Linked DNA regions of Mus musculus: regions 1, 2, 3, 4 and 6 are each linked to region 5. Evidence: chromatin contacts called from public Hi-C, HiChIP or PLAC-seq and promoter capture Hi-C data. All regions are on one chromosome and are shown on one strand. Each heading gives the region's core, a stretch centred on a gene start, on an enhancer-like site or on the middle of the called end of the contact. The rest is flanking DNA. Distances are from core to core; before and after follow the strand shown. Region 1 holds the start of Ipo13 (importin 13). Region 2 holds the start of Ctps (cytidine 5'-triphosphate synthase). Region 3 holds the start of Kdm4a (lysine (K)-specific demethylase 4A). Region 4 overlaps Gm36574 (a long non-coding RNA gene). Region 5 holds the start of Ybx1 (Y box protein 1). Region 6 holds the start of Scmh1 (sex comb on midleg homolog 1).

Evidence for each region. Promoter capture Hi-C pulls out the DNA fragments that hold promoters and counts their contacts. Hi-C and Micro-C count contacts between places; a contact is called where the count stands out from the background. HiChIP or PLAC-seq counts read pairs in DNA pulled down with a chosen protein or histone mark. Capture Hi-C pulls out chosen DNA fragments and counts their contacts.
Region 1: a contact with region 5 is called in a Hi-C map of B cells, with 7 read pairs. The contact joins the promoter of Ipo13 here to the promoter of Ybx1 in region 5. A contact is called at or near these places in 2 of 484 Hi-C or Micro-C datasets (B cells and CD4 T cells) and 1 of 115 datasets of contacts at active chromatin or transcription factors (astrocytes).
Region 2: a contact with region 5 is called in an H3K4me3 HiChIP or PLAC-seq map of embryonic stem cells, with 7 read pairs. The contact joins the promoter of Ctps here to the promoter of Ybx1 in region 5. A contact is called at or near these places in 6 of 39 promoter capture datasets (the 3T3-L1 cell line, the C10 cell line, hippocampal neurons and 2 more), 1 of 484 Hi-C or Micro-C datasets (CD4 T cells) and 3 of 115 datasets of contacts at active chromatin or transcription factors (astrocytes, embryonic stem cells and microglia).
Region 3: a promoter capture Hi-C map of hippocampal neurons shows a contact between it and region 5, with 2.7 times the contacts expected there. The contact joins the promoter of Kdm4a here to the promoter of Ybx1 in region 5.
Region 4: a contact with region 5 is called in a promoter capture Hi-C map of hippocampal neurons, with 2.8 times the contacts expected there. The contact joins the enhancer-like site here to the promoter of Ybx1 in region 5. A contact is called at or near these places in 5 of 39 promoter capture datasets (the 3T3-L1 cell line, hippocampal neurons, liver and 1 more) and 5 of 115 datasets of contacts at active chromatin or transcription factors (the NIH/3T3 cell line, astrocytes, embryonic forebrain and 2 more).
Region 6: a promoter capture Hi-C map of adipose tissue shows a contact between it and region 5, with 3 times the contacts expected there. The contact joins the promoter of Scmh1 here to the promoter of Ybx1 in region 5. A contact is called at or near these places in 4 of 39 promoter capture datasets (the 3T3-L1 cell line, 3T3-L1-derived adipocytes, liver and 1 more), 1 of 484 Hi-C or Micro-C datasets (B cells), 1 of 115 datasets of contacts at active chromatin or transcription factors (astrocytes) and 1 of 9 other capture datasets (adipose tissue).

What each region holds. Positions count from the first base shown.
Region 1 is chr4:117,913,543-117,917,452 of GRCm38.p6, reverse strand. It overlaps Ipo13 (importin 13), which reads left to right and starts at 2,454. Exons shown (of 20, transcript NM_146152.3): 1 at 2,454-3,165. The coding sequence starts at 3,082.
Region 2 is chr4:120,568,914-120,572,911 of GRCm38.p6, reverse strand. It overlaps Ctps (cytidine 5'-triphosphate synthase), which reads left to right and starts at 2,636. Exons shown (of 19, transcript NM_016748.2): 1 at 2,636-2,761.
Region 3 is chr4:118,177,456-118,181,777 of GRCm38.p6, reverse strand. It overlaps Kdm4a (lysine (K)-specific demethylase 4A), which reads left to right and starts at 1,735. Exons shown (of 22, transcript NM_001161823.1): 1 at 1,735-1,885; 2 at 4,202-4,322. The coding sequence starts at 4,246.
Region 4 is chr4:120,368,009-120,371,915 of GRCm38.p6, reverse strand. All of the region lies in intron 3 of Gm36574 (a long non-coding RNA gene), which reads left to right. Among named protein-coding and RNA genes, the nearest start is that of Gm36574, 27 kb to the left of the region's middle. Within about 2 kb of position 2,600, at least 88 of the 459 cell types and tissues checked have an H3K27ac peak or open chromatin away from gene starts, as enhancers often do. A contact at or near this core is called in the NIH/3T3 cell line, astrocytes and hippocampal neurons, where this site is marked.
Region 5 is chr4:119,291,624-119,295,870 of GRCm38.p6, reverse strand. Ybx1 (Y box protein 1) reads left to right here and starts at 1,358. Exons shown (of 8, transcript NM_011732.2): 1 at 1,358-1,667; 2 at 2,066-2,129. The coding sequence starts at 1,508.
Region 6 is chr4:120,403,542-120,407,726 of GRCm38.p6, reverse strand. Scmh1 (sex comb on midleg homolog 1) reads right to left here and starts at 2,379. Exons shown (of 18, transcript NM_001379185.1): 1 at 2,271-2,379.

The DNA.
Region 1 (3,910 bases), core at 1,205-3,704, 1.4 Mb after region 5:
GGTCCGTCATGGAGCCCCAGCCCCAGAGACCATGGGTCACATAGGGGCAGTGACTCCAAGCTCCTCCCCACGTGTAGATGAGGCATCCCAAATATCTCCAAAGAAGCCAATAGGAAGCACCTGCTGTCAGACCCCAACCCATCCCAAAACTGTATATAAGATCCTATCCAGAAGGAATCAAGGTGTGTGGCAATTACTCTGTCACCTGAGAGCATCTGTCACAAGAGCTGTAACAATTCCTGGGAAGAGAACGCTCTCCCAAGGCTTTCACCACTAGCAGCTTCGTCCCTGAACCTCTGCTTGCTAGCTGAGCCCTCTGCTGCTCTTCTCTGCGCACGACTTGGCTGGCCAAAGATCTCTGAGGATAGCATCTGGTATGCAGACTGGCTGGCCATGCTTGAGTTCCTGTCCTGGCTTCTCCAGAGATGGACTATAATATGGGATTGTAAGATGAATAAACCCTTTCCTGCCAAATTTGGTCATGGTGTTTTGTTACACCAATAGAAACCCTAAAACGGTTGTGAACCACCTTGTGAGTGCTGGGAATTGAACCCAGGTCTCTGGAAGAGCAGCTGGTGCTTTTTTTTTTTTTTTTTTTTTCCGAGACAGGGTTTCTCTGTGTAGCCCTGGCTGTCCTGGACTTCACTCTGTAGACCAGGCTGGCCTCAAACTCACAGGGATCCAATTGGCTTCTTTAAAACGCTTAAAACATTTTCTTTTTTTCCTTTTGGACAACGATTTGCTGACTCATTGTGATGGATGGACTTCCTCTAGCAGCCAAGTGAGTCCTTCTCCTTCCCAGGCTTTGAGGATTCGTCAAGATCTTGTCAAGTTTCTTCGACCTTCTCTGGCCTCAGCAGCTACTTCCAGAGCCAGCTTCCTCCCTTAGAGCACAAGTGTCACCTGGTGTGGTGGGACACATGTAAAGCCCTGTATAGTGACTCCAGCTCTTGTCTTAATCTGTTTCCTCCCCAGGTTTACAAAATTGCTGCTCCTCCTGACGGTATGCCAGCCCTTCTTATTCTTACCCAACTTTGCTACTGCTAGAAGGCTGTGTTGGGAAGAGTTTAGTCAATAAGGAGAGAGAAGCCATATAGTAAGCCCAAATTGAGCTTAATATAATTTATCTAAAAAAAAAAAGTTTTAGGCTGGGCATGGTGGTACATAACTTTAATTCTAGCACTTTGGAAGCAGACACAAGTGGGTTTCGGTGAGCTGGAAGCCAGCCTGGTCTACAGAGTTTCAAGATAGCCAGGGCCTCACAGAGAAACCCTGTCTTGGAAAAAAAGAAAAGAAAAGAAAAAGAAAGATCCTTCTGTTTGAAATCATTTCCTTTCCTGCTGACAGGAGTCAAGGAAAGAAAAAGTTGAGCATGGAGAGGAAGTGCCTGCTGGGAGCAGGGCTTGCCTTCCTCCAACCTCAATTTCCCCATTTTAGCTGAAGACAATGAATAAAAATACCCACTCAAGCCCGGGCTACATAGTGAGATCCCCGCTTGAAAACAAAGAAGGTGGAGGATGTGGTTCAGTTGACAGGGTGCGCGGGAGGCACAGCACTTCAGACACCCATCTTGGTGGCACACTCCTGTAATCCCGGGAGTGCTGGGATTAAAGAGGTACACTCCCCACCCCAAGGCAAGAGACTCCATCTCAAAACAAACCAACCCGCCACAGCAGAATAGAGAGAGAACAAAACCTAAGGTAAAGCCATGAGCTATTCTTACTTGAAACATAATGAAAACCTTAACGATTTCCCTTCTCCTCCTCGTTTCACACACACATACACGCGCGCGCGCAGAATAATATGATTTCCCGGTTGCTCCCGAGCAGATCCACAGTGCTTTTTTTTTTTTTTTTAATTGTGGGGCACCAAGTAACTCCTATCTTTCCTCTTCTTTAGCGGGTGCTGATGGTCACCAACACAACCAGTTCCCTGTGCCTGAGCGCCGACCAAACGTGACCCTCTCCCCTCCATTCTTGGCTTCCAACTCCACCCAAAGGCCCCATGAATCACGTCTTCGCAAGAGTTGCACTCCTAGGCAATGTGACTGAGCAAGATGGTCCTCTGCCCTAAGCCGAGAATAGGATAGGGTTCCATAGGACCCCCAACCCACGTGCTCCAAGCCTCCCTCCTCAGGAGCCACCTTCCGGTCCGACGAAAACTACATTTCCCAGGGTGCATAGAGGCGGGTCCTTGCTTCAGGCAGGGGCCCCTGGCGGTGTGCCGTTCCGTCGCCTGTTCGGGGGCGCGCGAGCTAGCACGAGGACAGGGCCAAAGACCCGGAATGAGTTTCCGCGTAGTTCCGCCGTGCCGTGTCTCGATGTGCTTGGCCGTGCCGGGCCAGGACAAGCGTGGGTGGGGGCCTAAGTTGGTGGTACTGGCGACAGGCGCTCGGGACAGCCCGAGTCTTGCTGAGGTCCCCGCCCCGTCCCGGCCGGGCCGGCCTGTCTGTCAGTCACTGGGGCGGAGGCAGCGACCGTAGCGGGGCCAACGCCGGGAGGCGAACAGATCGCGGGCCAGGCGAACGGAGGGGACCTATCTCAGTCCCCCAACTCTACCGACTCTGCCCCAGACTCACGAAACTGCAATCCCGTGCTTCCTTGGACGTCTCCGTATCTCGCGAAGGGCTCTCTCCCGGGTGATCTCCCAGCCCCCCTGACCTCATAGCATCTAGAAGCTCGTCCAGACTGGGGTGTTATGGGTACAGGCCGTTGATTCTGTGACCCCTCACGGGCCAGGGCCTCTGTTTCCCCTATAGGCCTCCCTCCCCTATGACTTTTGATTCAAGGGACAGAGCTGTGACCTCCCACTAGGACCCTTGTCTGGGAGTACCTCACGGACGCCTCCCTTCTGGGAGCCGCCTTAGCGGGTCCCTTTCCGAAGAGCACATCTTTTGACCTCTGCAACCCACTCCCCCTCCAAACGAGGTGGGCAGGCCTCGGCAGCCATGCCCGCCCTGGGCATCCCCTCATCCCACCACCTCCCGGGTACTCAAGCCGGGGTCTAGCAGGGGGCCGACAGCCAAAGGGCTGGGGCAAGAAAGAGATCAGGGTCCACCTCCCTGCCAGGCAGGGAGCAAAGATGGAGCGGCGGGAGGAGCAGCTGGGGGCTGCAGGGGCTGGAGCAGCACCAGCCTTGGACTTCACTGTGGAGAACGTGGAGAAGGTATGAGGGCCTTGGGGTGGGCACTCCAGTGACAGAGCAGAAGTTCTGGGGACTGACACTAATGCCAAAGCTCAGACGCGGGCTCAGTGCCCGCTGGGATGATGCCCCCAGAGCACCTGGTATTTACCATCTCTCTTGGGCAGCCGGCTTGGACAGCAGTGTTGCAGTGCCTAATGGGCTATTTTGGGCTTTCTGTAGACACAGGTCCCCTTTCGGATAGATACTCTAGGATCTTAGGTTGTTCCCTGTAGGGTGCTGAAGGGTTTAGACTTATAACCAAATCGGCTCCTGCCCAGATCCAGGAGAAAAGCAGGCGGAGTTCTGGAGGGAACCAGAAACTCACAAGACCTGCCACTCAGCCACCCCCACCCCCACGTTAGAAACCACACGGATGCTGAATGATCCTGGACCCGACTCACTTTTTTTCAGTCAAAGGCTCACAAAGATATCTGGAGCTAAACCCGTCTGAGTTATATGTTCATTTATCTTCAGAAAGGGTCTTTTCCTTATTGGATGGAAGTCAAACCGGTCCTGGACAGGCAGGAGTGTGCCTGGCTCTCTTGTTTTGTGCTGGGTCCAAGGGGCTTGGCTCTGCTGGCAACTTTACAGGGCCCTTCCTTCCTTACCTGCCCACATGGCTTTCTGCCATGGCCTCCTTCCAGACTTCTCCATTGCCCAGGCCATCTTTTTCTATTCTATTCTTCTCCCAGCAGCCTGGAATGCAGGAATGCACCCGCCCCACCCC
Region 2 (3,998 bases), core at 1,387-3,886, 1.3 Mb before region 5:
AGCTTTATTTCATTTTTGTTGTTTTTGTTTGGTTTGTTTTGGTTTTTTTTGTTTGTTTGTTTTGAGACAGGGTTTCTCTGTGTAGCCCTGGCTGTCCTGGAACTCACTCTGTAGACCAGGCTGGCCTCGAACTCAGAAATCTGCCTGCCTCTGCCTCCCGAGTGCTGGGATTAAAGGCTCGTGCCACCATCTCCCAGCGAAACACAGTTTTCTTCGGAAAAACCATACTTACTTCATGATGTATTAACTGTTTCAACTTCTGTGCTATGAAGACAGAGCTCAGTTGCTTGTGTAGCATCGAGTATGGGTGACCTGCCCTTTTTAGAAAGTTTGCCTTGACCCCATTCTCTGAGGAGCAGTTGATGATGAAAGGCATCCCAGAGAGGCAGGTGGAGATGGAGGACAAGATGCCTAGCTGACTAAGTACTGTGCTAGGAGGGGAATTACTCATGAAGTTCAGAACAAGTCCAGGCTAGGGATATCAATTCCAGAGTTGTCATTTTGAACATGATTATTTAGAAGATGATTTAAGTGGAGACTTTTAAAATAAGGCCCAAGGCAGAACACTATTTACAGGTCAAGAAGAGGATCTAGGCAGATGCAGGAGGCCTATAACTCAGGGAAAAAAATGAATATGGTTTCCAAGAAGCCAGGAGAAGACCATTTTAGGGAGGGAATGACCAGCGGGGACATAAGATGCCACAGAGGATGTCAGTTCAGGGGGCTGTGTTTTGGGACTATGGCTGCACATAGAAGCTTACAGGAAGACTGAGTCTAAGGTTAGGAAAACAAGTAGTTTAAGTATGCATAAATGCATTCACATCATGCACATATTGTCTTCCTTTAGGGTCTGAGAACAGGTATGGAATTAGAATCTGTACCCTATGTTCAGAGATAAGGTTTGGGAACATGAACTTGATTTTTGATCAAAACATTTTTGGTGGAATTACAGAACATAAACTGGGCTGGACATAGTTCAGGCTTTAACGACATTGGCTCATGACCAAAACACATAAAAATATTTAGTTAACAGGAACATGAACAATGGCTGACTAGAACTCGTACAAGGAAAAGGGTGGAAAACAAAACCCAGAGATAGTCAGTGCCAACATTTTCCTCGAGTTTTGCTGAAAAGTGACAGACTGGGAGGTGAAGCAGAGATGGCTGTAGACAAACAAGGGCCCTGGGCAAACATGGGAGAACCATGTAACACTCTGCACTGGGGTAGTAGAAGGAGAAAACTGGTGATGTGGAGGGGAGACATCCCAGGCATCGGTGAGTTGTATGGCACCTGAAGCAGTGAGAAGAGGGGGGCTGCCCTCTCCACTGCAGCCACTTGTCTGAAGTACCAAGATGAAAGACCATGCTGCTCGCACACATGAAAGCAGGCTGGTAGACAGAAGTTCTCTTGTTGGCTTGCATTTTCTTGGTGAAATGGAAAGCAAGACCATCAAAGAGAATATGGGAGAGTGGAGGGGAGTGAAGGGGTCCCCCAGAAGAGCGACTGGGGGAGGAGTTCAGTTTTGTACCTCTTATGGAAGCTTCTTGGAGCAGAGCAGTTTGGGTATTTGGGCAGACTCAGAGCATGCTGTTGGTTGGGATCTGAAAGAATCCGGAAGTCTCCGAGAGAAGCCCCTGTAGAATTCTCCTAAGTGGTTTCTTGGAATTCTACTTGTTTGAGTCATTTTCCTGAAAAAAACCAGTATGGTCATGGGAGGCATACCTTTTCTTTAACTCTTTCAGCAAAGACAGAAGAAAAAAAAAAGCAATAAATTACTCCTAATGGAAGGAAACAAGCCTCCTGGATGGAGTTCAAGGTACAAGGTACTTCCTAAGGAAACCTTTGTGTAGTTTTTGCAGGGTGGAGGGTATTAAAAACTCACATGGGTTTATGTAGTATTCAAAAGACAAAATCATCACCTTGGGTGCTGTAAATCTTTTGCCTACAACGCTCTGCATAGAGCTGCCCTTCCAACCTCTCCAGCCTGCACTGTTCACTCTGCAAGGCTCTTCTGGACCTCGCCTGGAATGTGCACACAGACTTTTTCTTCTGCCTCATTTTCTATTCCTCCCTCCCTTCCTTGCCAGTAAACGTTTCTGCTACGTGTTCAGAACCCGCTGTACACTAACTCCCCAAGTCCCAATCGTCTGTGAAAATCCCCATGACTTGTTAGAAGTGGGCTCGTTTGCCTCTCTACATTTAGTGCCGGATGGAAGTAGGCTCGCGACAGTTGTTCTAATGCAGGCACCGTCAGGGTGCGTTGTGTGGAAAGGCAGCTGGCTAGGACGTGAAGCCAAGCGGCCCGGCCTAAGAGGGAGACAAGCAGGCACCGGGAGAAGGCGGCGGTGCGGGGCGAGAGCACGAGATGATTTGGCCCGCAGCCTGAGGGAAGGCGGATGGGAGGTGAGAGTGTCCACCGGCTATTGCGGGACCAGGCAAAGGCCCTCAGGGTTCCGGTTAGATGCGAGTCACCAGCATCCTCTAGACCTCGGGCGAGGAAGCCCACAGAACCCACAACTCCCGAGACCCACCCGCAGTAGCCACTCAACAAGCTGCGGCGAGACGTCCCGCGCATGCGCGCCCTAGCCCCACCCTCCCCTGGGCCCGCCTCTCCCCGCCCTCTGCGTGCGCACCGCCTAGAGCCCGCCTCTCAGAAAGACGGCTGGCGCATGCGGCCCGGCCGAGCACTGGCTGCCCGAGGCTCACCACGCGCGCGCCGGCCTTGCTGTGGCTGACACGAGACTCCGAAGCCGGCCTCAGGTAGGCAGACTTCAGGGATCCCGGTGGAACGGCTCCCGGGTGCAAGAGCCTGTGGCGCCGACAGAGCCCGGCGCGGACGGCCACGCCGCCGGGGCGATAAACGTCTCTTCTCACCAATCAGGGGAGAGCTGGCCCGGCGTTCTGCCCAATGGGCTGCATCTCTAACGGGAGTGGGGCGGGCAGTCCCGGAACGCGAGCTGCCGGCTCCCGCGCGCGGGCCGCGTGGCCCGGCTAAGGAAAGGGGCCGAGTCCGGCGACGCGGGCAGCCGGGCTTGGTGAGGTAGAGAGCGCGGTGTGCCGCCGCGGAGGGGTCTCCCAGAGCCCCAGCCTGTGATGGGGCCCGACTGGCGGCCTTGAGCTCCTCCCGGCGCTGCCCGGCGCGCGGGAGGAAGGGGCTTGTAGGTTCGCTGGGCCTCACGGCCCAGGCTACCCAGCTGCTGTCTCTCTTTCCAGCCCAGCGCGAAGATGCTGGCGTTCTTGAGGCCACTACGTCAGCGTGGCTGCCTTACGTCCACACTCATTATTTTAAATCCTCAGCAGCCGGGTGACGCGGGTGGGTGCTGCTGTGGTTCTCGTCCCACTTTTTACGGCGGTGCGAACCCGGGCATCAGGCACTTCGGGGCTAGATTTAGATTTCAGCACATCTGCGGTGGATCCTGAGCCTGATTTTCACCAACTTCATTTTTTTTTTTTTTTAACAAAAGCTTTCACATTTTTCATTCGTGAATTTATCTGGTGCCCCTTGCTCTATATTATAGCTCCTGTACTTGAAAAACCTTTTGTGTCTTGTCATCTTCAGAAAAAAAAGTGCAGCGTGGACATTCAACTTTGCCCATGGACTGGCCCCTGGCCATCCCTTTGCCCTAATCTTTTTTTCTTGGTGCATCCTGTGGGCTCACCTGCTTGTTCATGCTTTGCCTGATTCCTAGCTCATTTCAGTCAGTCAGCCTTACGGGCCCATTACAAGGCAGGTTTTCAAAAGGAGCTCCTGGATCCTCCCTCAGTCCAGGTCATCTCTCCCGGAGATACTTAAGTTGGACCCACATTTGACTTAAGTTTGTGGTACCCCCAGCATGTGAGTAGCTCTCCCATAATAGGTAGTTTGTAAACGTTAGGGAATGGGTCCTCTCCAACTGGCTCTTTGTGGCTTTTGGAATATTTTTTTGCCAGTCACTCTGGGAGACTGCCAGAATCTTAGTGTCTGTCTGTCTGTCTGTCTGTCTGTCTGAGTCTCAAT
Region 3 (4,322 bases), core at 486-2,985, 1.1 Mb after region 5:
CCAAGATCTGTAATTAAAGACGTGCCACCATGCCCAGCTATGAACTTCTGATTTTCTTGCCTCTACCCCTCAAGGGCTAAGATTGGTAGGCTTGTGCCATGATGCCCACATATCTATCTCTGTATCTCTCCCTCTTATATATAGAGACAGGGTTTCTCTGTATAGCCCTGGCTGTCCTGGAACTCACTTTGTAGACCAGGCTGGCCTCAAACTCAGAAATCTGCCTGCCTCTGCCTCCTGAGTGCTGGGATTAAAGGCGTGCACCACCATGCCCGGCTGCATCTCTCCCTCTTAAGAAAGAGTCTTACTATGTAACTCTGGTTATCCTGGAACTACCTATTCCAGGCTGGCCTCTCATTTTTTTTAAAGCACCCTTTTCATCAGATATGTGCCTAGATATTTAACCCATAGCATTCTATGAAGTATCTCCTTTTAGTTAACATTGGTAAACTCTTGCCATCCATCTCAACTCTCCTGAATTTGTTCCCCTTGAAAAATCCAGGCATGGACGAGAAGTTGTTTAAAAACTTTTTTTTTTTTTTTTTTTTGGTATTTTTTGAGACCGGGTTTCTCTGTATAGCTCTGGCTGTCCTGGAACTCACTTTGTAGACCAGGCTGGCCTCAAACTCAGAAATCTGCCTGCCTCTGCCTCCCAAGTGCTAGGATTAAAGGCATGTGCCACCACCGCCCAGCTTACTTTTTTTTTTTTTAACCTATTTATTTAGTGTGTTTGTGGCGGCGGTGACACTGCAATCCACTAAAGTCAGAGGACATCTTGTGAACTTGTATTGATTCTCTCCTTCAACAGCTTACCTCAGATCATAAGACTTGTGCCTTTCCTCTCAGTCATCTCTCTGTACCGAAGGGTTGGTTTTGAAAGCAGTTCAAACACAATACAACTCTTCTTCCCGGTGCTATCGGGAATTTTGCTCATGTTTTATGCCCTAGTGAGTTCTCCTCCTTATTTGACTTATAAGGGTGTTAACCTCTCTTTCTTCATCGTCCTTGACAATCTGGGAACTCCTTAAGGCTGCTCACAGCCTCTCAGGAACTGCTCCTAATGACTTCTAGGGATCCTGTTCGGCCCCCTGAAGTGCCTTTAATGATTCTTAGAATCACCCTGTTCGCTCCAAGAGCTGCTAATGACCCCAAATTTTCGCTCAAGGGGAGCCGCTTTTAAAAAGCCTCAGGGATATCTTCCTTCAGGATCTGTCCTAATGACCCCCCAGGGCTCCTTCTCCTGGAGCAGATCTTTACCTAACCCGCCTTGCCAGCAGGCGAGGGGCTTCTTAGAGAAGAGAGTCAAACTGAGAGTACTGGGCAAACTTGGACATGCTGGTCACGTTCTCTGAACTCCTTGACTTTAGAAACTTTCCCGGAGGTCTTCCATCGCCTTTATATCTTAGGCAAAGGAGTTACTCCAAGAAAATTAGGCTTATCCTTTCGCTAGAAACATCCTATAACCACCTGCTCGCCCTTCCCCATAACCGGCTAGCCCATTTCAGGGTATTCGCTTCTTTCTACCCAGCTTAACTATGGAGATCTGAGTCAGCCTCTGATAGGCTAACTCTGGATCCAGCCCTGATGCTCAGTGGCCCCAGTCCCCGGAGGCTCAGCGTTTTCTCCTGGCAACAGCTCGAGACGACGCTCATAGGCTAAGCGGACTCGTAGTTCCAGACGCCGAGTCGGTGTAGTGAGTGTTCATTGGTTAGCTGAGGACCTAAAGCCATTCTTGGGTTGGTTGACTATGGGCTCTGTGAGGCTGCGCAGAGTCAGACTTTAAAGGAGGCGGAGCTCTGTCTTTCGCCCTCAAGAAAGACAGTGGGATCGGCGAGTGGCGACAACAGCAATCGGGCCTGAGCCCTGCTAGGGCTTTAGGCTCCAGGTGAGAGCCATCGGGTTTTGGATTCCCCAAGGGGTTGATGCTGCCAAAACCCTTGGCCGTGAGCTCCAGTGGGGGAGGGTGGTGAGGTGGGTCTTTCTGTGCTCTGTGATCGACATGGGGTTTGAGCAATAGAGAAAGGAGCTTCTAAAATAAGTTTTGCGATTGGTTCTTTCCAATCTCTAGTGGCCAATGGGCGTCGGGAGAGGGGGGCGGGCCCACTGGGCCTTATTTTCTTCTTCCTGCGGCCGGGCCTCCCTCGCCTAGGCGGTGGGGCCGGGAGGGGCAGTGTCTGTAAGTGGTGTGTGGGGACACTGGGAACCGGGCTGCCTTTGGAGGGATGCCGCGGGGGTGGCTGCGGGGGCGGAGAGTGCGGGAGTTTCAGGTCACTGTTAGCAACAGCTGCCTTTATGGAGTGCTTACCGGGCCTAGCGTTTAGGGCTCGCTTGCATCATCTAAGTTAATCATACGATCCATCAAGGCAGGGGTTTGGGGTCCCCATTTTGCAGGTGGAGAAACTGAGACTCATCCAGTCCATTCACACAGCCAAGGTGTTAAAAAGTGACAGAGATCAGACCGGTATTCAGAGTTTTCACTCTAGAGCCGAAGGTTTAGCTCCCGGTACTCTTTGCTTTGTTGCTGAAGGCGGACGGGAAGGTGCCCCAGACCAGATTTCCCCAAGGGAATAGATCGCGGGAATGGAACCCTAGAGTTAAAGTAATGGGATGATCCGCTAAAGTGAGCAGAGGATATGAGTTATTCAGCAGTTACTGAGTGCCTACTTTGTGGCGAGCATTGTTCTAGCTTCTGGACACACAAAGATAAACAGAGCTAGAGGCAGATGAAGCAACATTGTGACCACCTTTGAAGCCCAGGGGAGGAGCCCCAGTCTGATATTTATGATACCTTTTTGTAAAAATTTCAAAAGTAGAATATATTGAAAATTTCCTTTTAAAAGGAAAAGTCTCCTAAATTGAATAGGCTTCAAGTTCCTCCACACTTTCAGAGAAGTCTTAGTTCATGTAAGTATTAGAGCTGAGGTAGCAGAAAGTGGTAGAAGATGCTTTAGAGGGGGCACTTTGGATACATTTCCTGGTATGTAAAGCAGGGATAACAGTATATCTTTTATGCAAAGTTAATGAAAAATGCCTAGCCAGAAATCCCTCCCTTGGAGTGGAATGGAAACCCAAGAGTTACCATGACAGGGTTTCTGTTTAATGCCCTGGAGTTTGCCTCCATGCTGCTTCCCAAAACCCATGCTAGGTTGTGGGCAGGTTGTAGGCAGCTTTCTCCTGTATAGTGAGTAGGACTGCCAGTGGCTTTGAGGAAACAGAACTCCTGGGCTGTGAGTGAGGAGGTCCAGTGAAGGACATACCAGTTTTGCTTCTAAACTGGCTCCTTTTTAGCATGCATTGTCTTTTTCTGGTTGTGGCGATTGTGGCGATCTGTTGTATTACCAACACTGGGTTTAGGCTCTGCCCACTTACTTGAGGACCTCATCCAAAAATGTCTATGTATTTTCTCCCGGCAGTTGGGGAGTGTGCCCTGTATTGCCAGCTCATTGCCTGCTTTCAGTGCAGTTGAGCCATCGGAGTTCATTGAGTACTGCTGAAACCATTTTGATTTAGATAGAAGAGTTTCCCTTCAGTGTTTTAAACTCCTAACATACTGTTACTATCAAAGTACTTTTAAAACTTGAACCCCCTGAAGCCTTAGAGTCTGCAGCTAAGTGACTTCTCAGTGGTTTAGAATCTTGTGATGCCGTGCTCCAGAAAACAGCCCATAGGAAGCTTTTTAGAAGCTCTGGCTGTCCTAGAACTCATTCTGTAAACCAGGTTGACCTGCCTCTGCCTCCTGAGTACTGGGATTAAAGGAGTGTTACCACCACCACATTATTCCCCTTGACCAGGTGTACTCATTGTAGATGTTGGATTACTAACTCTACATCCTGCCTTCTTTCTCCCTCGTGCTGGGCTGCTGGGCATCTTCTGGTTTCCTCGGGTTCTTTTTTTTTTTTTTTTTTTTTTAAAGATTTATTTATTTATTATATGTAAGTACACTGTAGCTGTCTTCAAACAATCCAGAAGAGGGAGTCAGATTTTGTTACGGATGGTTGTGAGCCACCATGTGGTTGCTGGGATTTGAACTCCGAACCTTCGGAAGAGCGGTCGGGTGCTCTTACCCACTGAGCCATCTCACCAGCCCCCTCGGGTTCTTTTTAAACGGAACAGATTCTGCTTGTCCATCTAGTCCATTTAAATAAGCATTGTAGTAGGGGGCAGTTCCTTGTCACTTACTTTTGTTCTCTTAACACTTCAGGTTTTTATCCTAGCAAAATCGGCCTCAAAAACAGAGAAGACAAGATGGCTTCTGAATCAGAAACTTTGAACCCCAGTGCTCGGATCATGACCTTTTACCCCACCATGGAAGAGTTCCGGAA
Region 4 (3,907 bases), core at 1,351-3,850, 1.1 Mb before region 5:
TCTTCATGAGTTGAGTACCTCAGGTTGTTTGTTATAGCCTCAGCAAGCTGTCTACTTGGCTCCCTTCTTCCCTCCTACAGGGTGACATGAAATTCATTTGGGTGTCAGGGCCCTCGCCTAGAACTCTTGAAGGAGGGGGAGGGTTGCTAAGTAGGAAGGCTTCAATCTCGTGATGCCTTACCTCCATGTTCCTCAGTTCCTTTAGAAATGTATCTCCTCCAAGAGGGGCTGGCCCAAGTGTCAAGTAAGACTGTGAGGACATTAGGACAGGATGCAGATCTGGTCGGGCTCTGCTGGGGACAACAGTGAATATGACATGTGCCACAAGTGTTCACAACAGGAAGAAGAGTGAGTGAATATGCCAAGTGCTGCCCCACTCAGAGACCTTGAGCATCTGCCTGGGTCTTAGATCAGGGTTACCTGCTGCTGACTTGGTTGGGCCCTGTGTCTGGGGTATCTTTAGTGGTTCTGGCCTGACCAGGTCGTGGTAATCAGAGTTGCCCCATAAGCTGCTCCGTCTAGCCAGGCCCTTGCAATCAGAACTCTCCAACCTGAAGTACCCAACTTGTCCTGCTTAGGATAGAGTCTTGTCCATGCCAGTCCAGCCCTCAGTGTGGGCTCACAAGCTTTTGGGGCAGGTCAGGTATCATGGCGCCAGTTTACAGATGAGAAGGGAGAATAAAGTGACTCACTAAGGCTCTTCAAAGAGGGTGTGTGTGGAGAACTAAGCTCACAGTTATGTCAGGCCAATTCCAAGACATCTGAGAGGGGGTGTATAAAGGCATAGCAGGGGCTGGAAACTTCAGGGAGAAATGGAAACACATACAAGCAGGACCTGAGTCCTCCTTTCCTGAGGACACTTCTGACCTCCAACCCCAGATCTGTCAGCCTGTCAATGAGAAGGTTCTGTGCGCTCTGATGGATAAAACCAGAGGGTTTTAAATCACAGGCCCAGAGCAAGGTGGACCCTGAGGCTTTCTGCTTTGGTCCACATCCATCAGTAAGCACTCAAGGATATAATTCCAGGCAACACCCTGGGCGCTGTGTGTGTGTAAAGGAGACTCCAGCATGTGCACATATCCTGCTTCTCTAGGACTTGGTCTGGTGGGCTTTTCTACTTTGTCACAACTGACATTTCAGGCGAGGTAATCCTTGAGGGATGCTGTGCAGCATAAGAGATGTTTAGCATCTCTGGCATTTGCTATCTCTGGATAGTCACATCCTCCAGAGGTGGCAACCAAAGCTGTCTCCAGACATTGCCAAATGTCCCCTGGAAGCAAAACTCCCCTGGGGCACACATGCTAACATAGTTTGCTGGGAGCTGCATCAGAGACTAGTCCATAGAGGACAGTGCGTGAGAAGGGTAAAATTAGCCCCTCAAAATTGGCCAGTGGAGATAGAGTTCACTTGCCTGAGAAGCTGGGATTCAGTCCTAGACTCTCTATACCTGGCCCAAGTGCTGCCCTGCCCACACCTCCCCACTTCTCTCCAAGTCCACCCACTGCCCTCAGCTCCCCCAGGAGGACAGATTCTGCTCTGGGAAGCCAGCCCTGGTGCTTTGAGCAGCTGGTCTCCTCAGCCCCGGACTGGTCTCTTAGCCTGCCATAGAGTTGGTGCCTAATAAGCTTTCACGCATGTTAGGAAAGGCTCTGTCTGTCCCCTGAGATGGCCCTCTGAAAGCCGACTGGGTGGCCACTTAAGTGCTGTGCTTATGCGAAGAACAATACTTCAGCAGAGTGCTTTGGCGTAAGTGCTTCCAGGTCCCCCACTCCACAGAAGCTGCAGCGTGGGAAGGAGATGGCTCTGCAGCGGCTGAGCCTACAGACTGGGCTCTTAGCAATACCCGGACCAGCTGTGGGCCCCCCTCCAGCCCTTGAGCCTGCGGGCGATGCTTCCACTTCATTATCTACAGGGGTGAGGGGCACTGCCATGCCTTCCCTTGTCTCCTAGTGCCCAAGGGACCAGTGAATGCTCAAAGGCAGGGGTTTCTCAAATGAAGCATTTGCATGTTAACTGTTTTCTGAGTTTCCAAGGGCAGTCTGTGGGGTAGGTCAGCGTTCTGTTTTTACTTTCTTTTTAGAATGACTACTTGAATAGTCATCCACACACTTAATGAGAGTTACTCTGTGCTCAGAACTCAGCAACGGGCAGACTGAATGCAGGCAGGACGGAGACAAAAGTACATTCAGAACAATGCTAAGGCTGAGAAAGCCGGGCAGGTGCTGAGCTTCAGGTAGGGAAGACCTCTCTCCAGAAGGTGACATTTAATTAAAACCCTGAAGGCAATCGGAGGGAGGGTTGCACAGAAGGTACTGCAGGCAGAGGCCAAAGCAAAAACTACCCCTAGGGTCCAGAAGAGTGGTGAGGTGGCCGGTAGCAGTTGGGGGTATAGATGAGGGACAGTGGGTGGGAAGGGAGGATGGGGGTGGGAAAGATAAAGGTCAGGGAGGGGAGAGGAGGGAAGGGGAGGGAGGGAGGCAAGAACTTTGGCTCTTGTCCTAGACTGGTGGGGGAGGGGCAGATGGCCCCAGTGGTTGCTTGAAAGTGAGTCACATGCTTGCTTTCAAATTTTATTCAGAACACAGAAGGAAGTTGATCCCACTTTGCTACTTTTCTGGAACTTTCTCCTGGTCAGCAACTGGAGTCACACAGCCAAGTCCTTGATGAAGCCAGGCCCTGGTTTGTCCCCTGCGGTTTCCATCAGGCCTTTCCCACCCACAGCTTACTCCAGTCCACTCCAAATCTTCATGGAAACAAGCAGAGAACATTTCCCAGTGATTTAAAAGGACTTCTGTGCCACCAAAGAGTATCGTTTACTCTTACTTTAATGGGTGAATGTCCCTCTACCCAGATGTCCTTGGAACACGGAGACAAAAAGAAGAGCTTGCTAGATCAGAAGGCCTGAGATCTGGTCTGGATTATGTCGTGTTGTTGCTGTCTGATTTTCCACTTTCCCCGTTTTGAATTTTCTTAACTGCCCAGAAGTCAGATGGAGCCAACCCTGCCTGCTACTTCCTTCCTTGTACCTTCATGCTACAGTGGAAGCCAAGGGCCCCTAGGTGGCGCACCTTCCTAGGCTCAGTCTCCCATGAGCAACTGCTAAAGGAGGCTAGAAGATTTGGGGGAAATGGAGGGGCAAAGATGATCCAGAGAGTGGATCTAATGGGAGACTGAGGCAAAAACCCTAAGCTAGAGACCCTTTCTGCACCTGCCCTGGGCCCTGAGGGAGTTGGTGGCACAGAGCACCTCTGTCACTATGGCTATCAGGTTCTGCTGTGGGCTATAGCCCTTACAGGCAAGGTGAATGTCTTGGGATAGATATGAGACAGTACTTATTCTCGCTCATAGATGAAGATGCTGAAGACAGATGTGCTTGCCTGGTCACCTGGGGAGCCAAAGACACAGTGGCTGTCTAGCTGGCCTCTGCTGAGGAAGGGCTCCATAGCAGGGAGGGCCTTGAGCTCAAAGTGTGGGGTAGCATCCCTTGATTTGTCCATTTCTCTTAGCTGGCAGCCTTCCCTCCACCCTACATCTCTTCTTAGGCTTACTCTCTTTCCTTCACAGCTGTAGCTATTCTCAGGAAATCCTAGGAGAGGAGTTGTTAGCTCCTCTTAGGCAGAGCTGTGTCTCAGGGCAGTTTTAGGACACGGGGTGAGGGTCAGGAGACTTTGGGTGGTGCTTGCTCCCTCTGGCTTTCTTCTCCTTATAGATAAGGGAGAGTGCGGAAGGAGGGAGTTGGGCTAGATACTGCCAAGGTCACTGTCTAGTTTGAACCTTCTGAGTTGTCCTTGAAACTCCCCTATGTCCATCAGCAAGCAGCAGAAGGCAGGCAGGGCTCTGCTTCACTCACTTAAGAGGGATGGGGGTGTGGAATAGGTGCTGTGTCATCCTGTTTATGACATCTGGC
Region 5 (4,247 bases), core at 109-2,608:
GAACTCACTTTGCAGACTAGCCTGGCCTCGAACTCAGAAATCCGCCTGCCTCTGCCTGCCAAGTGCTGGAATTAAAGGCGAGCGCCACCACAGCCCGTCGGATTTAGCGTTCTTTTTGTATTTCTAGTTCATGCTTTTATTTACTGGGAGCTAGGAGTATGCCACAGTGCTCGTGGGGAGGTCAAGCTACAGCTTACAGGAAGAGGCTATCTTTCTCTTTCCATTATGTGGAGCTGAAGGCAAGAACTCAGGTTTGGCCAAGTGCCTTTACACACAGAGCCATCTCAGGTCCTCTTGTTTCCCCCACTCCCATCCCTTCTCTCTCTGCAGCCCCTTCTCCAAGCAGCAGCCTTTTCTTTCTTTAACGATGCTACTCCTTACTTACACCGCGAAAGCTACACTGCTCACCGGTGATCAGGGGAAGAATCTCAGGTTAAAAACACCTCTGCCCACCTCTGATTCCTACTTCGATTGGTTTCCTTTATTTGCAGTCTCCGTGAGACCCTATCTTTTCTAGGCCTTTGCACAAACCTACCTTTGCCTGAAATGTCACCACCCAACTCTTCCTGCTCCCACTCCCCAAACGCTGTGCTCACCCAACCAAGAAGTGGTGGGCGTTTAAAATTCCACCATCAGAAAGCAGAAACTAACTGGCAAACTACTTCAATCCCCAGTCAATAGTAGATGCGTAATAAAGAATGAATGAAGGTAGGCGGAGGGCTTCAGAAAGAAGGCAGCGTGTGTTTTACAGTGTATAAAAACAAGGATAGCAATCCTTGTCTACAGTGCTTAGTTTATAAAGTCAAAAACCCTAACATCCAATAAATGTGAGGCGAAATTAAATCTGATTTGTGGCCAGTATGAAATACATTTCCTCGGACGCCGGGGGAAACGATCACCCCCGCCCTGAACACGCTGAGTCGTGGCAGCTCCAGCGCCTGCGTGGTCCCTCCAAGGTGACTGGATCACCAAAAGCCTGACCCATTAAGGAGGCCCCGGCGTTCACCCAGCCGTGGGAAGGAGCCCCTTCTAGGAGGCCGGAGTAGGCCCGGCGATCGCGGCCCACGTGCGCGACGAGCGCAGCCCCATCTGGGAACGTTCCCTCTGCGCGTCCTCCCGGTACTCTATGGTGCTCACGGCCGAGGCTCTCATTCTAGTTCCGGTCTCTATGGCGGCGGAGGCCTGAGAAGCTGTGGGTCGGGCGAATTAGTCGCTAAAGATACCAATGAGAGCGCAGGAGCCGCGGAGCGTGAGCCAATAGGCGCTAGAGACCCGGTCAGGTGGTGAGATGGACAACGATGCGGACCAATGGGGGAGGACGAGGGCGGGTCTATCGCGGGGCTTATCCCGCCCGTCCCGCCATTCTCGCTAGTTCGATCGGTAGCGGGAGCGGAGAGCGGACCCCAGAGAGCCCTGAGAGCCCCACCGCCGCCGCCGGCCTAGTCACCATCACACCCGGGAGGAGCCGCAGCCGTCGCCGCCGGCCCCAGTCACCATCACCGCAACCATGAGCAGCGAGGCCGAGACCCAGCAGCCGCCCGCCGCCCCCGCCGCCGCCCTCAGCGCCGCCGACACCAAGCCCGGCTCCACGGGCAGCGGCGCGGGTAGTGGCGGCCCGGGTGGCCTCACATCGGCGGCGCCCGCCGGCGGGGACAAGAAGGTCATCGGTGAGCGCCAGAAGGGACCGGGGATGGGGCCGCGGGCCGGACCGTTAGGCGACGCGGCCCGAGCCACGGACTACGCGGCCGCCCCTCCCCCCCGAGGCCCGCGGCGCGCGCACACCGGGATCCCGCCGCTGCTCCGGCCGCCGCCGCCCCTCCCCCGCGCCCACCCGCCCCGGGGCCTCGTGCTGGGGTCCCCGCCCCGCCGCCTACGCAGCCGGAGGAGCGCGGGCTGCTTCCCCGGCCCTCACGTGCTCGCCTCCCGGGCGCACACCCACCTCGGACCCGCGCTACCCGGCGCACCCACGTGTGCGGCGAGGGCGGCGGCCCGGGCCTGCGGCTAGATCCTGGACCGACTTCCAGGGCCAGCCGGTGATTGGACGTTGTTGTGCTTTGTTTTCCAGCAACGAAGGTTTTGGGAACAGTCAAATGGTTCAATGTAAGGAACGGATACGGTTTCATCAACAGGTGAGATGCCGGGGTGGAAAGCTCGCGTCCGCCTCCTGCATGGGCCAGAGCCACCGCGGGCATGACAGGGTGGGGGATTGGGACCCTGTGTTTCTTCCTTGGGTGACGGGATTAGCGGGTCTGTAGACTCGCTTTGTGTTGCTGTTAAGTACCGATCTTGAGCTAGCCTCAAAAAGCTTTGGCACAAAGCAGGTCAAGGCAGGCGCGTCGCATGAGCCATGCCTTAACAGTTACCTTGCATCAAACTGAGGCAACTCCAGGCTAAGCACGCTTTTAACCTTGACATCCCTTTCTGCTTTGAAATTGCTATGTAAGAATGTGACCCGCTAATTAACATACAGGTGATCTTTCACCTTGTTAACCTCTCGGGGAACGGGATTTGACATGTCAGTTGCCTGAGATGTTATCTGTACTGTAAGGTTATGTTGCCTTTGTTTAGACTACTCGAATATTCAGTCCATTTAGTACCTCGAGCACATTTTTCCTATAGACCTTCTGTAGCCAAAGAGGGCTCTTCTTATTTGTCCAAACGACGAGTAACGTATCTGAAAGGAAATGGTTCTTCCTCATTTTTTATTTCTCTTACTTCCTTGTCAGGGAATCATGCTGATCAAATCAATTTTTGTTATAGCTTGCTGGAGTGGCCATAAGTCCTTGGGAACTTAGCCTTCGTTGTATTTGGCTTAGAGTTGTAAACTATACCTTCATAGATCCAGAGAAGGGTTTGTAGACGGCGGTGGTAAGTGCAGGCGCTGCCTGCACTCTGGGCTCCCTTGTGAGCCCGGCATCTTTTTCAAGATGGCTGCCAAGGCTAGTGCAGTTGCATGGGTGTAGAGCCCCGCGAGTGCCAGCAGCAATCCTGGCCGTACAGCTGTGATACTTGGCGCCATTTCAGCATTTTCTCTTACATGCTCGCTTAGAAGGCGTTAAATAAGTAGATGGTGAAGAGAGCGCTACAGAGTGGCACAGTGCTCGTGAATGGGCAGCTATAGGCTTTTAAAATAACGGAGTGATGAAAAACATTCACTGATGAACCCCACACAGTCGTGGAAACACTCAAGCAAAAGCGATTACAATCACTTAATGGACTGTTCTCTACAGTTGCAATTAGAGGGAAACATTTTGTTTTTCCAGACTCTAGGATTTCTCCTGTCACGGGCAGTTTGCCTTTCTGACCATGTGTCCTGGGTTCCTTCCCCCCCCCCCCCCCCCCCGGGTTACTAGTGAGCAAAGAAAAAAAAATGTAAGGCTTTGGTGCTTGTGGGGTTGACGTCCTGGTGGCTTTTAAAGTGGTCCTTATTCCTGGTTGGGTTAAAATGTTCATCCTGATGGTCCCAGGTGATGCGGAGAATAGTCTGCTCTCACCTTCCAGAGGACAATTTTAACCCTCAGTCCATTATAACTAGCTAGCCCTCCTTAGCAGCCCTTCCAGTTAGGCAAATTGTGGTTTTTGTATGTGTTTAATACATTTTAATATTTGTCTGGGCTTGTCACATTTTTTTGAAGTAGTGTCTATCTAAGATGTGTATACCTCAGTTTTACATTGTACATTATGTAGGTTACAGCACTTACCATCAACTTTGTTGATCATCCTTCCGGACAAGTTAAATGTAAATTGGCTTTTGATGACTCTTTGTTAGACTGCCTTAACCTCAATTACTATTTAACTGCTTAAACTGTGCTTTGTTTCTAAGCAGGCCATTATGTTAATGCTGTGGTTTTTAAATGAGATACACTGTAAATTCTGGTTCCTGTGAGCTAAAGGTTTGTCCTAGTTAGGAAAAGTATAGGGTATGAAACAGTGGAAATAACTTGACTCCAGAGGTGGTCAACCTGTGTAAAATGGGAGATTCAGTTATTGCAATGCACTGAATTCTGGATTATATATTCTAGGTTCTTTAGCTATTTTATAAACTACGTGGAAGATTTCATTTCTGCCTTTAGAGAGAGGTTTGTTGACTGGTGAATTCTTACAACTTGGTCAGAAATCTTTGTCCTAAGGCTTTTCTTTTGTTTTTTTGGGGGGGGGGGATTGGAGGGGGTTGAGACAGGGTTTCTCTGTGTAGCCCTGGCTGTCCTGGACCTCACTCTCTAGACCAGGCTGGCCTTGAACTCAGA
Region 6 (4,185 bases), core at 1,130-3,629, 1.1 Mb before region 5:
CCACATTGGTCCAGCTCCACAATGTTACAAATGTCCCACTTATCTGTGTGTCCAGTCTACACCATACATAACTCAATGCCTGACACATGGTAGTATATAAGTATAAAGGTTACAATACAGCAAGTTTAAATTTCATTGTAATGTTCATATCAGAGTTTTCCCAGTTTTGAATCCTTACCCTGGAGGGTGCAGTTCTGTACAGAATGGCACCATATAATTCTTTAACAAGTTACACAAAAGTGAAACAGTATTTGCACAAACTAACATTCCAGAAATTAAAATCTGACATGTGTGGAGCTGGTGAGATAGCTCAATGTTTAAGATCATGTATCTCTCTTCCAGAGGAACCAAGCCTAGCTCTTAGCACCCAACTGTTATCTTACAACTCTCTATAACTCCAGTTGTAGAGAAATCTTATTCCTCTAGCCTCCATGGGCGCGCGCGCACACACACACACACACAATTAAAAAGCAACACCTTTAAAATTTTGACTTATGTGCTACAAACTTAAAAACCACTAACCAATTCAAAAAACAAAGACATAAGTACAAAGATAAACACAGTTCTGACTGCTGGTATGCGCTTGCCTTAGTTACAAAAACAGTGAAACTTTGCTCAGATCTTGAATGAGGTCCCAGCCACAGATCTTAGCATTTTATCTACAAAGCCATCACTTCCCTAATGGGCTTAAGAAATTACTTGTTTGCAGGGATGCTTAGGCAAAGGTCTAAAAAACTAATAAAAGATCCGTTTTAAGTACTTTAACCCTACGTACCACCAAGGCTAAGAATTAAACTTTAAAAAAAAAAAAAGGAAAAAAAAGGAATGCTTTTTTAATGAGCAACAGAAAGTGTTTTTTTCACAGCAAGTTGAGGCCTTCTGCTGGCAGGGAAAAAAAGCAGAGTTCATTGTCATAAGGCAGTTCTCTCTCCAAGCAAATATTAAATTGCAGTTTGGCACCAATCTAGGTCTCAGTCCTTTTTAGAGCAAAAATAATAAGCTCTTTTATCTGCATGATATATTACACTGTACAATCTTTTGATATACATTAGCTCACTTGATGAAGTGTTCAATTTTTCAAAGGAAGAGAAACCACAAAACAGGATGATCTCTTTTAGCTTGGGGGAACACATGCTACTACTATACAGCTTTTCCCTCTCCCCTCCCTACCCCCACCCGCTAAGTTCAACGCAGTACGAAAATGAGGAAGGGAGAGTACTTTTTATTTAAGGTCAGTCCTTTAGGGTCAAAGCTCTTCCCTTAGAAATGATTGAGCTTGGTCTCTCTGCTCACAAGAAGCTCTTCTGTGGGGGCAATATGGGCAAACCAGTGCTCATCAAAGGAGCGGATCAAAGACCAGAGTAAAGAAAAAGACTAAAGGAATTGGGAGTTAGCCAAAATAAGACTCAGGGGACACGATTACTATCTTCACTCTTAACAGCTGCCCAAGAGGAAACGAAGCAGAAAGACGAGAGACAGCCGTTCCTTTCTACCTATAACCAAATCCATCCAGGACCAGACTGGACGGCCTTACTTTAGAAAGGTTATTAGGACTAGGACGGAGAGCCGTCCTAAAAGGTTCGCCAAATTATTAGGGTATTATTTGGAATTTTTAAAGATAACTTCCTTCCCGAATAGGATAAGAGTAGGGGGAGCCTGGATGACTCTCAGATCTCTTCGCTTTGGGGTATGTTTTGGGGTTCACCTATCTACTAGGGAACTCCTTCCCCTGCTGTGCTCTAAGGTTGTCCGCCGTTCCCTGTCTCAGGTTCGAAACCTTCTGTAGCCGCCGGGTGTTTGCCCGGCTCCAGGCAGGTGACACAAGTGAGTCTCCCCCACCCCGCCCCCAGCCCCGGGACCCCTGAAGAAAGCTCCAAGCCCACTGTGTTCACGACCCCCGGTGCTCCGCTGCTGGGACCCAGGCGAATCTCTCTGGCGACGCGTCCCAGCAGCCCGAAAGAGCCCCCGCACTGGGCCCGAGCCAGGCTTCCCGGTTCCGCCCCAAGCCCTGCTCCCCGCTCGGAAGGGGCCCTGTGCGGGGACTCGCGCGCCGCGCCCCCGACCGACCCCGACGCGTCAGGCCGCCGCCGGACACTGGGCCCGAGCAGATGCGGCGCAGGCCGCCGGGGTTCTGGCCGGGTTGACACGGCCGCCGGAGGGCCGCGGACACAGACACCAGGGTCACCGGGCGGGGACTCGCTCCAGCCCGTGGCCGTAAGGCGGGCCTTGAGGGGCCCGGACCGGGCCGGGGGTGGCAGTGAGGCGCTTACCTGAGGGCGACAGCGGCGCGGGGCGCGGGCGGCTCACTCCCATCCAGCCGCCATGTTTCCGCTGCGCAGGGAGCGAGCGAGGACGCCGGCAGGGGCGGGCGACGGCTCTGGAGAGCGGCTCGGCTGAGGCGGCGGCGGGAGGCGGGGGGCTCCACCGAGGCGGCGGCGGCGGCGGCGGCGGCGGCCGAGGGGCGGGGGGCGGGGGCGAGAGCTGCCCAGCCCCGCCCGCCAGAGACTCCTGCCGCGAGGTGGCGCGCGCCGCGGCCGTTGGGTTCTCTCGCGCGCGCGCGCGGGGCGGCGGGAAGGGGCGACCCCTCGCGCCTTCCCCCCGCCTCGCGACCGCCAGCCCTAAAAAAAAAAAAAAAAAAAAAAAAAAAAAAAAAAAAGCCGCGACCCACTGGATTGCTCGCGTCTCCCAGACAAGTGAATGACGTCCTCTGAGGTCCCAGGTTCGAATCCCGTCGGCCCTCAGCCCCCACCCAGCTGGTGGCCGGCTGTGGAGTAATCTTAAAAGAGTTCCTTCGCACCTTTAGTCTTTCCAATGCGCAGGCGGGAGGAAAACTACTATGAGGAGAAAACCAGTGCGCCCCAAAAGGTGCAACAAGACTAACAAAAGCAGGCCTTCACTTTTGCCCCGTAGTAGGCTTTGAATGTTAGCGTGCTAGGTACTACAGTGGCTAGGGTCCTTCCAATGATGCTACCCCACCCCACACACAATTGTGTCTCAAGAACGTTATGTTTTAGCCCGCGGAAACTGAAGTTCATGGGGGTGGGGGGGAGAGCTACGTCTCCAAGATCACACAATTTTACTGGCTGTGCTCTTGCCTGGAGGTCAGGTGTTAAGGGAAATGCTGGTTGATTTTTATCAGCCTGAAACAAATCTACTCTTATCTCAGAAGGTGGAATCTCAGTTGCATAACAGTCTCCATCAGAATGGCCTATAGGCAAAGTCTGGGTGGGCATTTTCTTGTCTAATGATTGATGTGGGAGGTGCTACCCCTGGGCAGAGGTGGTCCTAGGTGGTATAAAGAGAGGCCAATAAAGGATGTTGCTCCATAGCCTAGCTTCATTTCCTGTCTCCCTGTTGCTGTTCTCACCTCCCTCAGAGATGAACAATGTTGTGGAAGTGTAAGCCAAATAAACCATTTCCTCTCCCAGGTTGCTTTTGGTAGGGGTCTTTATCACAGCTATGGAACTCACACCAGAACCAGAGAGTTCCGGGAAAGCAGCCCTTACTTAGCCCGAAGCTCATTCAATCTGGTTCCTAGAGGAAGCTGCAAAGAAAGGCTTCTCAGGATGAGGAGAGACTGAGAGCAAAGGTGTGGCAGGGATGGCTATCAAGAGTCTGAGAGGCTCTGGGAATCTGGTGGTGATGCTGTTAATGTTAGAGAATGAAGGGAAGCCAAAGCACGGCAGATCCTTGCACATCTACACTAGAACTTCAATTTTTTTTCCTCTCTCTCTTCTATTGGATATTTTCCTTATTACATTTCAAACGTTATCCCCTTTCCAGGTCTCCCCTCCAAAAACCCCCTATCCTATCCCTGCTCCCCCAGCCTCTATGAGGGTGCTCCCCCACCCACCCACACACTCAATGCCTTCCCTCCTTGACATTCCACGACACTGAGGGATCAAACCCCTAAGGCCCAAGGGCCGCTCCTCCCACTGATGTCCAACGAGGCTATCCTCTGCCACATATATGGCCGGAGCCATGGGTCCCTCCCTGTATACTCTTTGGTTGGTGATCCAGTCCCCGGGAGCTGGGGGGGGAGGGGTCTGGCCAGTTGACACTGTTGCTCCCCCCATAGGGCTACAAACCCCCTCAGTTCCTTCAGTCCCTTCTCCAATTCCTTCATTGGGGACCCCATGCTCAGTCCAATAGTTGGCTGCAAGCATCTGCCTCTGTATCTGTCAG